Linked DNA regions of Rattus norvegicus: region 2 is linked to region 1. A link is a contact called in public Hi-C data. All regions are on one chromosome and are shown on one strand. Each heading gives the region's core, a stretch centred on a gene start, on an enhancer-like site or on the middle of the called end of the contact. The rest is flanking DNA. Distances are from core to core; before and after follow the strand shown. Region 1 holds the start of Fkbp4 (FKBP prolyl isomerase 4). Region 2 has its middle 21 kb from the start of Klrb1b.

Region 1 (3,405 bases), core at 92-2,591:
TTATTATTATTATTATTATTATTATTATTATTATTATTATTTCACTCCTCTGGGAGGAATAATAGGGCACAAGTGTGGATGTCAAAAGACAACGTTGAAGGACTTTTCCCAACATTGTGGGTGTTAGGGATCAAACCTAGGTTCAAAAGCACAATCTCGCAGGCCCCATATAATAAACAGCCTGTTGCCTACTTAATGCCATCTCTGGCTTAGTACAACGAACGGCATCATGCTGGGCACATGGAGACGGAAAAAGTTCATTACACTGGAGTGAAAATTCACAAAGCCAATAATACAATAGGTAGATCTGGTAGCACTCACCAGGCTCTATGTATAACTGTGGTACTATCCGGCTGGGCAGTCAGGACCTCTCCAGACAGATCTTCCATCAAGTCAGCAGACCAAGCCATCACTGTTTCAGTAATCAGAACTTCATGGTTTTAGCCACACGGACTCGGAACTCCACAAGCATCTCTTAGGAGCATCAGGTTGAGAAGAAAAGGTTCCTTCACCTTTAGTAAAGGGGGAAAGGGGAATTTTTTTTCCATGTGTGCTAAAACTATTTTGTGCTCCAGTACTAAACAAAAAAGGCTAATTAGTATGGTGGGAGAAAACGTATTTTTACACACGTACCCCACTTACAAGTCTTTGTCTCTTACATATCTGCTCATGGTATTTTAGAAAGCAACTCATGCGGTGGGCCTGCCAGGCTGCAGAGAGGGCAAAGTTGTGTCCAATTTGTGCACCTGGGCTAAACTGTTCCCTCCTGGGCCCACGCTTTCACTCCCTGGACCTCTCTTCCCACACTACTCAAGTGCCCACGCCTGGGACCATAGGCATCGGCCGCACAGTCAGGGGAGGCCGACCTTTGCCACTTCACATCTGGCTGTCTCCAGCTATTACACTGTGGGCCTGGGTGCACAGGGCGGGCCACCAGACAGGCCCAGACTTGGGAGTCCTGAGGATGGAGAAGGATCTGGAAAAATCTGCTAGCCGCGGGCGGAGGGGGTGGGGGTGGGGAGGGACGACATAAGGAAGACTGTGATCTTCAAAATCCCAGAGGTCCTAGTGTTGGAGAGGAGGGCACCCCTAAAAGCTATCAACCAGAGAAGCAAATCTTAACAAAAACAATGTAAAAACAAAAAACCAAACCGCTCCAATACCCTCAGCCCAAGAGCCCCAACCCGTTTAACCGCTTCTCTAGAAAGTTCTCCGCTCCCGCCCCTCTGCAGCCGGGCTCGTGCCGCTCCTCCCTGCCCCGCCCCCGAGGCAGATAGGACCAATTGCGGACGGAGACGCGCCGCGCGGGCCCGCCCCTCGGCGTCGCCCTACTCCGCAGCCGCCGGCGAGCGCGCGGAGAGCCCGGTGCGCGAGCCTGGAGCGCGGTTCGAGGTGGGCAGCGCTGCCTTCCGCTGCACGCCACCCCGCCGCTCATCCCGGTCGGCGGCCAGAGTGCCGGGCTCGCGCTCGCCCCACTCCCGCAGCCAACGGTGCGCCCAGCGGCCATGACCGCCGAGGAGATGAAGGTGGCGGAGAACGGGGCGCAATCGGCGCCCCTGCCTCTCGAAGGAGTGGACATCAGCCCCAAGCAGGACGAGGGCGTGCTCAAGGTGAGGGGGCCGTGGAACCCTCGGCTGCAGGCTCAAGGGCCTCAGGGGTATCGTGGCCGGAGGGTGGGGGAATTCGTCTTCCCTACGCGGGCTGCAGCCCTGAAGACCGCACGGCGGCTGCACGCTCCTGAGGGTGCGGCCCCGGTCCGGGAAGGATCCCCCAGTGCAACGCCAACTCGAGCCGGCTGCACTGTGCGGCTGAGAGGGGCGGAGCGGAGCGCGAGAGCCACAGCCAGGGGCCCGGGCGGGGCGCACGAGGCCCGGACGTGCCGAGGGACTCGGGCCTCGCCTCCCGGGAACCCCTCGGCTGCAGCGTGCGCCGGCCACCTGGACGAAGGTGCTCCAGGGCTCGCCCACTTGAAAGTTAAACATTAGCTAGAACCAAAAACGGCTCCCGGGAGCAGGTTCCTGGCCCAAAGCTCATTGTGCTTTTCCGCGCCCCTTTTGCAATCGCTGAGATCCAGCGAGGTCACGGGCTCGGCCATGCTGTGCCCCCTTTCTCGGCCCGGGGAGAGCGAGAGCGATGCATGCCGGGACCTGTAGTTCCTCGCCTGTCCCTCCTGAGTCTTTCTGAGTTGGGGGTACCGGGTGCTAACCGTGGGGGAGGTGCATTGCCCTGGAGCCAGCGGCTCACTAATCGCCTGACTGCAAATAGCCCGAGGAGCGAGGGGGAGGGCGCCCTGACCCAGGTCAGGACAATGGGCGCCGGTTCAGAGCAGGTTCTGCCAGCAGTCCAGGACGTTGAAATCCTAACCCACATTGCATGTCTCCCTGCATCGATTGTTTCTCCTCCTCCGTGTGTCCCATCTCTCGGCTCCTAGTGTGTGTGGCTTGTGCAAAGCAGACCTTAGGGAGCCTTGTTAGCCCAGAAATGCTCTTGTCTTTTTTTTTTTTTTTTTTTTTTACCTTAGCTCTATCTAGCTGCTCCTGGTGAACATGTGGCCCTTCTTTGCACTAGGTTCTAATCCCCAGAGGGAGTCAATTCCTCTTTTATGCTCCATTGCTTCCAGGACCCTGTACATCCTTATGAAGGAAGCTTTCCCTTAGAGGATAGTCCCACATCCACCTATTGGCCTGCCCATGGGGTCACCATATATATATACAAATAAATATTAAGCAGAAGTAGATGCCTGCCTATACATGCATGGGAGGTAAAGGACCCCTTAGCTTGCCAGTCAGGTAGTTTCCTTTCCCATGTCTAATTTCCAGCACCTGATACACCAGAGCCATTGTGCCCGTCTGTAATCTGGCCCTTGCTTTTCCCAGTTTTGAGCAGATCTGTTCTTTTCATTACTCCTGTTCCATTCTGTTCAAACCAGACCCTGATCTGATGACCCACTAGTTTCTGTCGGGTTTTTTTCCCTCAGAGCACCTCTGGAGGATAGGGATTGTCTTCGGTGCCTGACCCAATAAGTTCAGGATAGTTTAGCACCTTGTCCGAAACCATAGACAAAACTTAATCCCAAATCATTATCTGCAGTTTTCCAAAGCAGTGCCTGGAGGGAGAAGGGAAGGTTAGTCGAATCTAAGCCAAGTCACTAGTGTCGGGATCATTTGAAGATTGATCTCTCAGACCTGCTGAAAAGAAGCAGGGGGCAGTGGGTACAACAGAGGCCATCCAGTTTGTGCCTTTGGTGGGGCTTATGGACAGCTGGGGCTCTTCTGCCCACATCCCTAGGTACTCACCTTCTTCCCTTCCCCCCAGGTCATCAAGAGAGAGGGTACAGGCACAGAGACAGCCATGATTGGGGACCGAGTCTTTGTCCACTACACTGGCTGGCTGCTAGATGGCACA
Region 2 (3,342 bases), core at 824-3,323, 270 kb before region 1:
GCATCAGGCGGGCTTACACACTGGAAGGGCATGTGCAGAGTGCACGGCATTCTTTACCCTTAGGAAGGAAGAAACTTTAGCTTTGGTCTCTAGGATGTCTTGGAAAAGGAGGAAGATTTTGAAACTGCTGGGTTGCATGAACCACTAACAGCTCTGGCCCCCATCAGCCCTCAGAAGAAGCCCCTGCTATGCTATGCTGGGGACCTGCTGGCTGCCTGCTCACTACGGGACAAACTTTAGCAAAGTCATGGGGAGGTCTGACCACTTGGGGGCAACATTGACCACCTGGCTAATCGTCAACAACAGAGGGGACCTGGGTCAGCCAGTCCACAAACACAATGACCTCCATAGGCAGGAAGGTTTGCCCTCCCAGCTGAATAGTGAGAGTCCTCAGCAAAAGAGCCCAGAAAACAATAAAGGTGTTGGGGAAAACCTGTGTCCTGGTGCTTTAGAGGGGTTCAGGATTTTATAGAAGCCAACAGTTCCGAGGCGTTAGACTTTTAAAGAGACAGTAGACAATTAAAATGCTGAAAGAAATTAAGACTGTGGGACTTCTAAAGACATACTATGTTTTCTATTGTGGTATTAATATTAACATTACATCTTGGAGACAAACAAGAAAGGAAAAATTATGGCTTTGTAGGTCAAGTTGGCAAGGGGTTAATTTTGCAGGTCAGTTTTTTGTTTGTTTGGTTGGTTGTTTGGTTGTTTGTTTGTTTGGTTGGTTGGTTTTGGTTTTGGTCACCTTGACGCAAGATGGTTAGCTGGGGACTGGAGGGGGCAAGGAACATCAATTGAGAAAATGTCCCCATTAAAATGTGCTGTAGGCCTGCCTGCCAGGGTCCTTTCTTGAAAGCTGTTAGATGACGGCGTGGGCTGTGACTAGCACACTGGGTGAGGTTTTATCCCAGGCCCGGTGACCATGGAAAGAATAAGAAAGCACACTGAGAAGAAAGTTTTGGGCAGCAAGGTTGAAAGCAGTGTTCTGTCAGGGCCTCCCGGTTCCTGCCTGGAGTTCCTGCCCTCAGTTCCTCAGTGAGGGAGTATGATTAGGACACATAACCCAACTTGTATTTGGTCCTGGTGTTTTCTCAGACCTGTAGAAAGCAAACTAAGACAAGGAAGGTTCAACCACTATTTTCAAAAGAAGGGAAAGAACATGATGAGGAGGGAAGGGGGGACAAAGAAATAGAGATTCCGGTGTGGCCTCAGCAGCAATGGGGAAAGGGAGAAAATGCACCAGGTGAAAGAGGTCATCACACTAAGGGACTAGGGCAGAAGCCAGAGCAGAAATCCGAAGGTCGAGTGCAGGGAGGGTGTGGAGCAGCAGAGGTGTGGGCGGGCAGATCTCTTTGTCTGGGTGTTCGCTGAGCCCACACTGCGAGCCCTGAAGTTCATGTCAAGAACATCAGGCAAAAGAGCAAGGGTGTAAAGCAGCCAGAGTTCTCTGAGTTCTCTGAGTCTTTGAGCATCTGTGTGTAAAACTGAAATTGACTTTCAATTCAGTTAATTGAAATTCAGGGCGTTTCAGAGAATTTCAGGGCAGCTAAATTGGTAAGGCTCGGCGCTGAGAATTAAATCTGAATTAAAGTCTCACCGGTGAGGAATAGATTCTGTTTTTGTTTTTTGTTTAACATGGTCTTTATATGTGTGCGAGGGTGCGGTGTGGGACAAAAAAGGTGGCTGGAGAGACAGCCGTGGGTGCTGGGAACCGAACTCTTATATTTTTGGTTGTGAGCCTAGCCTTTAACGGCTGAGCCATCTCTCCAGCCCGACGCCGCCTCGCATTCTTTCTGTGAAGTAACTAACTAGGCGTTGCGCAACCACCCCTCCGCCGAGTACATTCTTGTTCCCAATTCCAAACAACTCTGATTCGTTTTTCCTGGGCATAAAACCGAACATTCCAGGAGAAAAGAACCGAACTATTTGCAGCAAACATTTTGCTCTGAACAGTGACTGACGACTCATTATGGTGCAGGACTGGAGAAAATAAACCAAAGGGGCGCGAGAGGGCCGAGCAGGCGGATTGTAGAGAGGAGAGAAAGCCTATCCGGGAGAGAGGGTTGTGGACTACAGGCGTGAGGGTCGGGCCTGTGCATGGATAAGTGTGAGTTGCAGTGTGGAGCGGAGCCCGTGGGGCTGGAGAAGCTCGTACGGGTTGGGGTGCGGGTACTCGATCAGATTCCAGGCGGAAGAAGCATAAGAAACGGCCTTGGGGCGCTTGGAGGTGTAGTGTAGCCCCAGATTTGTGTGTTTTTGTTGAAACTAGGAGAAAAAAAAAAGTGTAGACCAGGCTGGTCTCGAACTCCAGATCCTCCTGCCTCTGCCTCCTTCAGCAAATCCTACCGGCCTGCGCCACCAGAACCGGCGAGAAAGCGTTTGCAAATTGTTCTATTGAAGCATCCCCTTAGTGACGCAAGCTAACGGGTATTTAGCGAAAGAATCGTAGTGGCAGCACTCCGACCTTTCCACCGTCTCCACTGGTCTTACACACACTCTCCGCTGAGCTCCGGCTTCACGCCCGCCGCCCTCACAGAACGAACCACAACCGCACAATCCCGGAAGGTCCTTCCCTCCCTGCGCCCCCCGCGGGTCAAAACAGGAAACTCAGTCCAGCACCGCAAGGCGGGGATGACTGACAATTTTTAAAACTCAATCCTCCCGCAACCAGCTGGGGCCACTTAGCACTTGGAAGCTTGACTCTGACTTCCATCCCTGAGGAAAGGCTGGGTCAGGGTGGGAATAGAACTCGACATGGAAATAAAATAGTGCGTGGACATCGCTGATTCTTGCCCACTGGTCCCCCAGATCGCCAAAATATTCACCTTCCTTTAGTGGTAGACACCCCCTTCAAGGTGCCCATCAGCTCGGGAGGACCGCCTCACCCCCTGCTTTAAGAGTAGTCCTTGCCCCAGGGTGCGTTCATCTGGATATCCACCCATTTGTCCACCCTGAACTTGGCTGTAGCAAGATATTAAAGAACGTGAGCAAGGTTCTTTACACCCATGGGTAAACAGTGGGACAAAAATCCAGTTCTTCTGTTTTAGTTCTGATAAGTTCTTTCTGGGCCCCCGGAGATGGCGTGAGAAGGCAGAGTGCTTGCTGCTGAGCAAAGCTTCCCCTTAACATTGAGCAATGAGAGACTAAAAGACTGAGAGAGAGAGAGAGAGAGAGAGAGAGAGAGAGAGAGAGAGAGAGAGAGAGAGAGAGAGAGAGAGAGAGAGAGAAGAGAGACAGAGAGAGAGAGACAGAGAGAGAGACAGAGAGAGAGACAGAGAGAGAGAGACAGAGAGAGAGACAGAGAGAGAGACAGAGAGAGAGAGACAGAGAGACAGAGAGAGA

The links. A called contact is a pair of places that touch in the nucleus more often than the background predicts.
Region 2: a Hi-C map of frontal cortex shows a contact between it and region 1, with 2.4 times the contacts expected there. The contact joins the enhancer-like site here to the promoter of Fkbp4 in region 1. A contact is called at or near these places in 4 of 12 Hi-C or Micro-C datasets (the A7r5 cell line, frontal cortex, mammary epithelial cells and 1 more) and 1 of 1 datasets of contacts at active chromatin or transcription factors (oligodendrocytes).

What each region holds. Positions count from the first base shown.
Region 1 is chr4:163,395,854-163,399,258 of GRCr8, reverse strand. It overlaps Fkbp4 (FKBP prolyl isomerase 4), which reads left to right and starts at 1,341. Exons shown (of 10, transcript NM_001191863.1): 1 at 1,341-1,610; 2 at 3,316-3,405. The coding sequence starts at 1,506. LOC102554670 (a long non-coding RNA gene) reads right to left here and starts at 1,278. Exons shown (of 3, transcript XR_005503974.2): 1 at 634-1,278; 2 at 322-512.
Region 2 is chr4:163,666,657-163,669,998 of GRCr8, reverse strand. No RefSeq gene overlaps it. Among named protein-coding and RNA genes, the nearest start is that of Klrb1b, 21 kb to the right of the region's middle. Within about 2 kb of position 2,073, at least 92 of the 93 cell types and tissues checked have an H3K27ac peak or open chromatin away from gene starts, as enhancers often do. A contact at or near this core is called in the A7r5 cell line, where this site is marked.